Regions from separate parts of the Gossypium hirsutum genome. Here region 2 is linked to region 1. Evidence: chromatin contacts called from public Hi-C data. All regions are on one chromosome and are shown on one strand. The core of a region is the stretch at or near the end of the contact, and the rest is flanking DNA. Distances in the headings are between cores, read along the strand shown.

Region 1 (4,639 bases), core at 2,077-4,576:
TGTCACTGGTGTCGTTCAAATGATGTGAGCCCATAGGTACTGAAAAATCATACGCGAAATTGGGGTTTTAATCCCTCGCACTTCTAGGGCTCGAAACATTTCCTCCGTCTTCGTAGTATAGGTGCAGAAATTAGCCTCGACAAGAACCCCCGTCACACATTGTTGCGATGGATAGCTCTGAATTACCCAACGATTATTGCCTCCCCTAGTTCTAGGAATGATCGTAACAAAAGGGGAAATAATACCCAAAGTAGAAAAATTCATAGAAATGTACCTTAAAGAAAATGCTTCTCGTCGATTGCAGTAGTTGAAAATGTTTAAAAAATAACTTTTAGGATTTTATAACCCCCCTTTTAAAGAGCTTTTGCTCTCGTACTTTAAGGATTCAAATAACTAAAGAAGAAGGAATGGTTAGATCTAAATGGGTATAATCCTCTCATACACATGGCGAGGTAAACGTTAGGTACCAATGACCAATACGTGTTTGGTAAGCCATTCAAATTTTAAACATTAGTTCCAAGAAGTGTCACTTTATAACCCTTCTTAGAACCACTAGGGGGACTATATTATTATGGTATTTCTGATTGCGAACCTGAAACTCGAATATAACCCGGGTTACCGACCTGTGACTTTAGTTTGGACCCCACCATGTGGATACGTTAAGGGCTCGCCGGGAGAGCTCACGAGCCTAGTTCGCATGTCCCTAAGTGTTCGCAAGTAGAGGGTGCGAAGCCAAACAAGTGAACTAGCGAACACTTGGACCAGCGAACACGTGTTAAGTCTAGGATAGCATACGTGTTGACATGCATGGAGCCTACCTAAGACGTCACTTCCATAAACCGTAACCATGTCATATAAATATCTAATTCTCCTCACCAAGAGGATACATAGAAAAATACTCAACATATAGTTACAACCGTTAAGACTTTTTGTCTCTTTTTTTTCCTCAAATTTTATCTTCATCTTATTTTTCAAAAATTGCTTCCAATTTATGACACTCTTCACCAACATCCCATCACTGGTAGCAGTTGTAAAACCCCCTCAAAAAAAAGTCAATTATAAGCGAAAGAAATTGCTGGTACTTTTCTTACTAAAGAACTTTAACAGTTTTTTGCTTTGTAGGTTCAATTTTTTTAATGAATCAAAGGCTATATAGTTAAAAAAAAAGAATCTATTTTTTTTATGATCAAAAGAGAGCATGCAAACCCCTCTCTATAATTTTATCACCGATTCTGGAAAAAGCGAAAGAGATTGTTGAATTTTTTTGAAGAAATTGAACAGACTATTGTTTTGCGAGTTTGAAAAAAAGGGATTAATGGCCCTACCCAATAAGCCATTCAGTTTCAATAAATAGATTGAATGAGATCAAATCTAAAAATAACCCAAATTTGATTGACCCAGCCCATAAAGCTTTCTTATGTAAGGATCTGTGCAATGTCAAGAAAAAATACATCATAGGCTTCCCCAATTGCACAAATTTTGGGTTGCTCTAATCTATCAAGCCACTATTTACATCTATTATTCTGCCTACTACCACATCTCAAAATGTGGGTCAGCCATTTGTCCTTTTATTTGAACCATATTGTTAATTGGACCTCATGCTAAAAGGTTTCCATTTAGACCTTTTTTAACCATTTTCTCTCCTATACATTACTAGCATCAAATAATTAAATTAAACAAAAGTTCGAAGAAAGGCACAAATTTGAGAAATGTAAGGCAATGAATAGGAATGAAAAAGAAAACGAAACTGTCGAGTTTTAACCTGTTTCTATGTCATAAGGGTAGGTGTTTTTTTCTTTCTTCTCAAAATTAGATTTCAAGGTGGAGATTGAGAAACTTTTTTTGTCTAGGCTCGATATATTTATTAAAATGACTTATTTTAATTTTATAATTAAAATTAATTTTTTTACTATTAATTTTATAAGAACATAGAACTTATATTTTAATTTTATAAATATTTTTATAACAATTTCTTAATTCTATAAAACTTTAGAATATATTTATATTCAGTTTTTTAAATCAATATAGTATAACATTTTTGTAAAATTTCAAGGTGGAATAAGTACTACAGCTGAGTGCTAAAAATTTGGTCATAGGAATTGTTTCATCCCACTCCATTGCCATCTAATAAGAGTAAGACAGTAATTTCAATTGCCCAAAACTTAGGCCCAAATATAAGCTTGAACCATTTTTGCAGCCCCATGTCCATGGGCTCAATTTTGACCGTCCTTACGTGGTGTCTTGATAGTTAATAATTTGTAAGCTCTTTTAATGCAATTACCTTTTTTTTTTTTAAACTTGAAATGGCAATTCCTTTAACTTTAACACATTACCAGGTAGTTTTGAATGAAGGAATAAAAGGATCTTATCCAGTTGTGGACATAAACTAGTGTTCCAACCACATGGACTGGCTGACTTTGTGAACCTATTCTAAAAAAAAGTGTTTCCCCACCGATGAATCATGTTTCATCAAAGTGGTCCAGCTTTGAGTTTGAAAGCACACACACAAAAAAAAAGAGACCCACACTTAGCTTTATCAAAGATAGTAGATGTAGCCGTTTGTGTGCGTTTGAACCAAGTTGAGCAGAAAAGGGTGATGGGGAAGAAAAAAGAGAAAGAAGAGTGCAAAAAAGAAAGGACAAGGGCATGGGTTACTTGAGAAGATGCGTCCCAAAAGATTGATATTAAAAATGTGAAATGTGATGGGTTGGTATGCCAAAAGGAAGGATTGGGGCACTTTTTCATTTCTCAAAAGTCTAATCCCTGGAATGGTCCCTGGTGCGACTCATGTCCGTGGTTCACCCTACATCTACCATCTCTCCCTCTCTGATGTCTTTATTACCTTTTTGTTGCCTTCTATTCATTCCCGTCCGAGCCACGGCTTAATTGCCCCCGCTTCTCCTATTCCCACTTTCTCCACTACTTTATTCATCAATGCATGGGCTAAGTCAGAGATAATAATATAAATTAAATTGCTGATTTTTACGAGGGACTCAAAACATAAATTCACCATTTTATCCAAGGACCAAACCCCTACCCCCTTGGAGTCACTGATTCATCAATGGGAGCAAACAAACTTTGCATCAACGCCACTATCAAGAGCAATAACAATAATATATCATATAAAATGGAGAAAGGGTAGTAATTGGAGCCGTTGAAGGGTTAAAATATGATTCAATAAACTGGATTTATGAATATTTTGGAATAATTGTTTTCTTTTGGGTATTATGTTTGCTTAAATCTTGATAACTCTGGTATGGCGTATATATTGGCCCCATCGTATGCTGTAGAATGAAGCCACGCACACGAGGACAGCACCACATGTTTCATAACCACCTAATAATGCATTTATTTATTTTTTTTATAATTATATGATGACGTTTATTTGGTTTGGGGGCTGTCTATTTTATTGGATTCACGTGCATGTGCTGCATATAGACGTGAATTTTTTATTTTTATTTTAGTTGTGTTGTAATACAATTTTGATGTCTTTGAAACTTTTGCAAAATAAAATAGCTTAATTTTGTCAAAGTTTCTTAGATTTGTCTACTCTAAAATAATGTAATAACATCATTAATATAAATTTAATGTCTGAAGATTTCTATGTTCACATGAATGTATTTGCATCAACTCTCATAAATGAGGAAATTTAGCAGGATTTTTAGGATCGCATGCGTATTGTTAGTTGTCGTTATTCAGATAATCACTTTTTTTTAACCATTATCTTATTCATTATCAATATAAGAAAATTTTATTCTAAAAAAATAAATATAATAAAAAATTTTATAAGCAAATTAGGATATTTTCAAATGTTTTTTTATTTAATTTAAAAGATAAAAAATAATAAAATAACGTTCTTAACCTGACTGTGGAATATTTTTATTTCACTCGAAAATAATTACTTTCTAAGCAAATCTAAGTTGAATGGTAATGAGCAAGACTAAAAAAAGAAAGTTAATATTGGAGAAACATAGGAGATGATTATATGGTTCGTTTCTGGAAAATGCTTATAGAATTTAAATTATATATGTATATGTTTTATGAGAATAAATTATATAATTAGGATGATTTTAAAATATATAACTTTTAAGTATTAATAATAAAATGTCGCATTATCAATTTTTAAAAATATACCAGTTTTATTATACAATCATCCATATTTAATATCTTTTCTAACTTAATTTAATTTTAATTAAATTACTTAACAAGTTAAAAATTTTAATAAATTAACAAACATGTTTTCTTTATTATAATTTTTAAATTATTTTAGTTCTCTTTTTAAATTTAATCGTCTTTTATTTCTTTGCTTTCAAATTGTGTTTTATTTGTATGCGGTCAATTTTTTTAATTCTTTTAATTTCAAGGTAGGTAACTTTTCAATTTCAGTTTCAATTTCTTTAATTTTTAATCAAATTTCAGAATTTGATAAAAGGTGGTTATATTTTTTCAAATTTTTATTTTTTTCTATATTTTTAATGGTTGATTTTAGTTTTTTTTTTAAATTTGTGATTGTGGTTTTATCGTTTTTTAATTTTTAATTATTGATTTAATCATTTTAAAATTTTATTTATTTTTTGTTATGTTTTTTCAGCATTTAGTTTCAACATTTTCTCCCTAAATTTTAATTATTTTAATTAAA
Region 2 (4,096 bases), core at 976-3,475, 170 kb before region 1:
TTGAATTTCAATCAAAACTGAATATCAATCATTCTTAATCAAATCTCGATTTGAATATAACCTAATTTTGAAACTAAAACTAGATAAAACTAACCAATACTAAAAAAACATATCCTTAATCAAATCTAAACATAAATTGAATTCTTTATATTCAAAACAATTTTTTCATTTTCCAAAATTTGATAGGATTTTGTAGATTATTCCTTTTTTTTTCTTTTTTTTCTGATGAATAAAATTAAGCAAACGATAAATTGATCTAAACCATCTTGGACTTTCCCAAGCAAGCTTGATTGGAACCTGAGCATGGATGAACTGAAGAGAGAAAGGGAGCATTAAACCAAACCGGTTTGGGTAAAGTTGCGGATAAGTTTCATATAGTGGTTGTTTTAGTCATTCAGAGTGTTGAGTTAGTTTGAAGAATCCGTGAACAACATAGACTCGAGAGGGTGAAAATGTTGTAGGTAAGGTAGATAAGGTGGTCATAGGGTTAGTTAGAAGGTTGAAAGAATGGGCTCGAGAAACCTTTGTGAGGGTGGACCGCCATAAGTCAAGACTGGCGAGGTCTTCGAGTGAGGTAAGCTTGTGGACTAGGACATTGAAAGATCCAAATTGGATTGTCAAAGTGGTAGTGGATGATGATGGTGAGAATGTGCGAGGCAAGTTTTATTTTGGTTTCAACTTCCGCCTTTTCTTGTTTCAAAAGCATAAAAAAGTTATGTTAAAGGAAATGGAAAACATAGAAATACTACGTTAAAAGAAATAGAGAATGGAGAAAACAGAGGGAGAAGTATAAGAGAATGGAAAAAATAAAGAAAAAAAGTTAAATTGCTCAAAGCGAAAAAAATATAGAGTCCAATTGTATAATTTAACCTAAAATTTTTGTTTGAGATGATGATTAAACATGCCACATCAGCTTACCATTACACCATTAATGACAATTAATAGCTCAGTGACTAAATGTTACAAATCGATAATCTAAGTGACTAAAATGTAACATTTCAAGCATAAGTGACTAAAATGTAACTAAAGCAAACAAAAGTGATTACTTTAGTAGTTTACCCAATAGTTTTATATGATGAACCTTTTTTATTAATTACTATGGGTTTTATAATATCTTGCATTTCAAGTAGTTGATTTTATGCTTCATTCATTTGGATGGGATGTTCATCCTTTTGTCACTAAAGATCCAACATTTTTTTGGGGTTTCGATGCACTCTTATAAATTTAAGTCATTTATGATCATATCTTGCTTTTATCCCAGTTTCCTTTTCTTCTGTTGGGCCTTTTATCGGTAAAATGTCATATTGCGCCATTACTGACAACACCTCAAAACCTCTTTAACCCAGGCATTATCTTTAACATATTCTTCATATTTTACCAACAATAGAAAACTTTTCTAAAAGAAACTCCAAGAAGTACCAAAAATGATGAAAATTACAAGCCACAACAGATGAAGTAGAAAGGGAAATTGTGAAGATTAGGAGGAAAAACATGTAATTTTTCTTTTAATTACACGAGAAGAAGTTGGACGAAAGTGATAATTAGAGAAAAAGGAACAGAATCCTGAGATAAAGTAGTGACCAAAAACGGTGCGCAAGAGTCCAAGATATTAACCCTTCCCCCGGTTCCCACCCTTGAATTGGGACTGTGAGTGACCACAAAGTCCATCATCTGCCCATGGAATTTGTACATTGTTTGCTGATGAAAGGAGCACTCACCACCTTCACTATTTGAGTAAACCTTTCATTTTCGTTTGTCTGACATTATGATTTAAATATAAAATAAATATGTGATTTAAACTTGAATTCACTAAAACTCCCTTCAACAACTCAAATCAATCATATATCCTTATTTAAAAAGACAATACTGTTGCAAAAACTTAAAGAAAAAAAAGAGAAATGAATTTATGTGTAAAAGATAATTATTACTTCTTAATTTACATTAAGTTATATAGCCTATTTATAATAAAAATTAGATGCACAAATAAAAAAAAGACATGCTATAATATGATATCGTGCTAATAAATTAAATACAAAATAAAGAAAAATATGATATGATATACATTAATTATGCAAGATTTCGTATTAATAAATACCAATTAATTATTGAAATACATAGGTTTATACACTATTTAGAAATTAATGATGACCGGGGAAAGTGTATATAATGGGTCCCTTCATTTTTGGATCATGCATAATTTCCACATGCAACGGGATTCCCTTGTGAAACAAGGCAACGAGACTCCTTTACTGGAAAACAAAAAAGATTAAAAAACAGAAAAGTGCCCTTAAAAACACGTCTCGATAGCCCTCTAAAACTCATTCTTTCGTAGAGCCCAATTTCATCAAAATCAATTTCACTTTTTAGTCTTTCAAAGTCTTTGATGTACCAAATTACGTAACATCACCGCTAGTTCTTCCAAACTTTTTCTTTATTTCCACCACATCTTCCACAAATTAAAAAGATCGATCCTCTTCATTCATTTTAGCTAAAAGCTTTGGGAGTTCCATCAGCAGGATTTGGCAGCATGTCGATGAAAACACACCGTTGGATCAATCCTCACCAAATTCTATCATCACTAACCATTTTCTTTGCCATCACCATCTTTGTATATCCCATCAACGGGATGGAATCAAGGAGGCTTGATGACAGCACTGTTCCAGGTGGTCAAGGCGTCAAGTGTACCCCATCATGTATACAAAGTCCTCCACCACCCTCACTGCCGCCACCATGCCCTCCACCACCATCACCCCCAGCACTGCCTCCACCTACACCAAAAAAGCCGCCAACCCAATACTGTCCACCACCGCCAATACCGCCTAGTCCACCATCCTTTATATACATACCCGGTTCACCAGGGAATTTGTACTCGATTGACCAAAATTTCGGCGGTGCAAACCGGAATGTCGCTGTGGGGTTATTGGGTCTGGTTTGTGGATTATCTCTCCTGTTCGCTTTTTAAAGTTTGTAAGGTCCTAGGATCTTGTACAACAAGTTGGATATAGTAAGTACAAATTCCTTTTCTTAGGACAAGAATATAATTTTGTCCAAACAGAAAGTTTTAGGACCTACAATAGTTATTGAACTTGCTGTTTCATGATATTGTTCAATGATAAAAGTTCGGAAAATTAGCTTTACCTATAAATTACCTGATTTTGAATGGCTGTTCATTTTTCTGGTTCGATAAACGTCTTCTTACTTAGTATATTTAAGTTTGGTTGATTAATAGTTTTTTTATAAGAGAAACGAGATTATTAGTGAGATTTGAATAGGTGATGGGATTCCGAGCAAAGCAGTCCAGCAGGCAGCGGTTGCCGTTCAGAAATAAATTAAGAGGAAAAAAAGGAACCAATTTAGGCCCAGTGTTAGTTGGGCGGTGACGACGCTCTTACGTTGGTGTTTAGTTGGACACATGAGGCCTGTGGTAGCCAACTGCTCTTATTTCATGGACTCCTACTTCTATTCTATTTTGCAGCCATTTTTCACTATCAAAATCAAGCATTTAGGGTGAGTTTGGATAAGCGGTGTGTTTACTTGTGGTTAGTGTAAAAACAGCGGTGGTGGTAAGATTAGATACTATAGTGATACTGTAACGTGAGAGAAAAAGTAAGCTAAACGCACCGCACCGCACCCAATCGCAATTCAAACCCACCCTTACTTACCTTTGAAGTTTGTATTGTTTGATGGTTTTTTTAAATTTCATTTGTTTTGGAGGGAATAATTTAATTTAATTTTGTATACATAAAAAATTATCAATAGATCTAGTCCGATAATCTATAATAAATAACTATATTTATTTAGTAATCTTAATTTAATATATTTATGTGTTTAAATTTAATTTTACTTATATTTTAATCTAAATCTTTTATTTAATATTGTAAATATTTAATGTGTTATTATTAATTAGTTTTGAATAATATATTTCATTATTTATTATATTGTTTTTCAAACACAAATCCATATTCTAAATATATGTTTTCCACAAATATACGTGTATAATAAAGTTTCTAATTTTAAAAATCTATTGAATAGATATTCTTCAAAGTTGAGCTACTCGAAAGTATTTAGATATAAACACTAAAATTAAAATGAAATT

What was found. Hi-C and Micro-C count contacts between places; a contact is called where the count stands out from the background.
Region 2: a contact with region 1 is called in a Hi-C map of leaf, with 2.1 times the contacts expected there. The contact joins the promoter of LOC107921752 here to the enhancer-like site in region 1. A contact is called at or near these places in 5 of 34 Hi-C or Micro-C datasets (anther, hypocotyl, leaf and 1 more).

Annotation. Positions count from the first base shown.
Region 1 is chrD01:48,087,503-48,092,141 of Gossypium_hirsutum_v2.1, reverse strand. No RefSeq gene overlaps it. Among protein-coding and RNA genes, the nearest start is that of LOC121214167, 27 kb to the right of the region's middle. Within about 2 kb of position 3,326, at least 3 of the 9 cell types and tissues checked have an H3K27ac peak or open chromatin away from gene starts, as enhancers often do. A contact at or near this core is called in hypocotyl and leaf, where this site is marked.
Region 2 is chrD01:48,255,156-48,259,251 of Gossypium_hirsutum_v2.1, reverse strand. It overlaps LOC107921752 (proline-rich receptor-like protein kinase PERK2), which reads left to right and starts at 2,225. Exons shown (of 1, transcript XM_016851568.2): 1 at 2,225-3,145. The coding sequence starts at 2,528. The coding sequence ends at 2,962.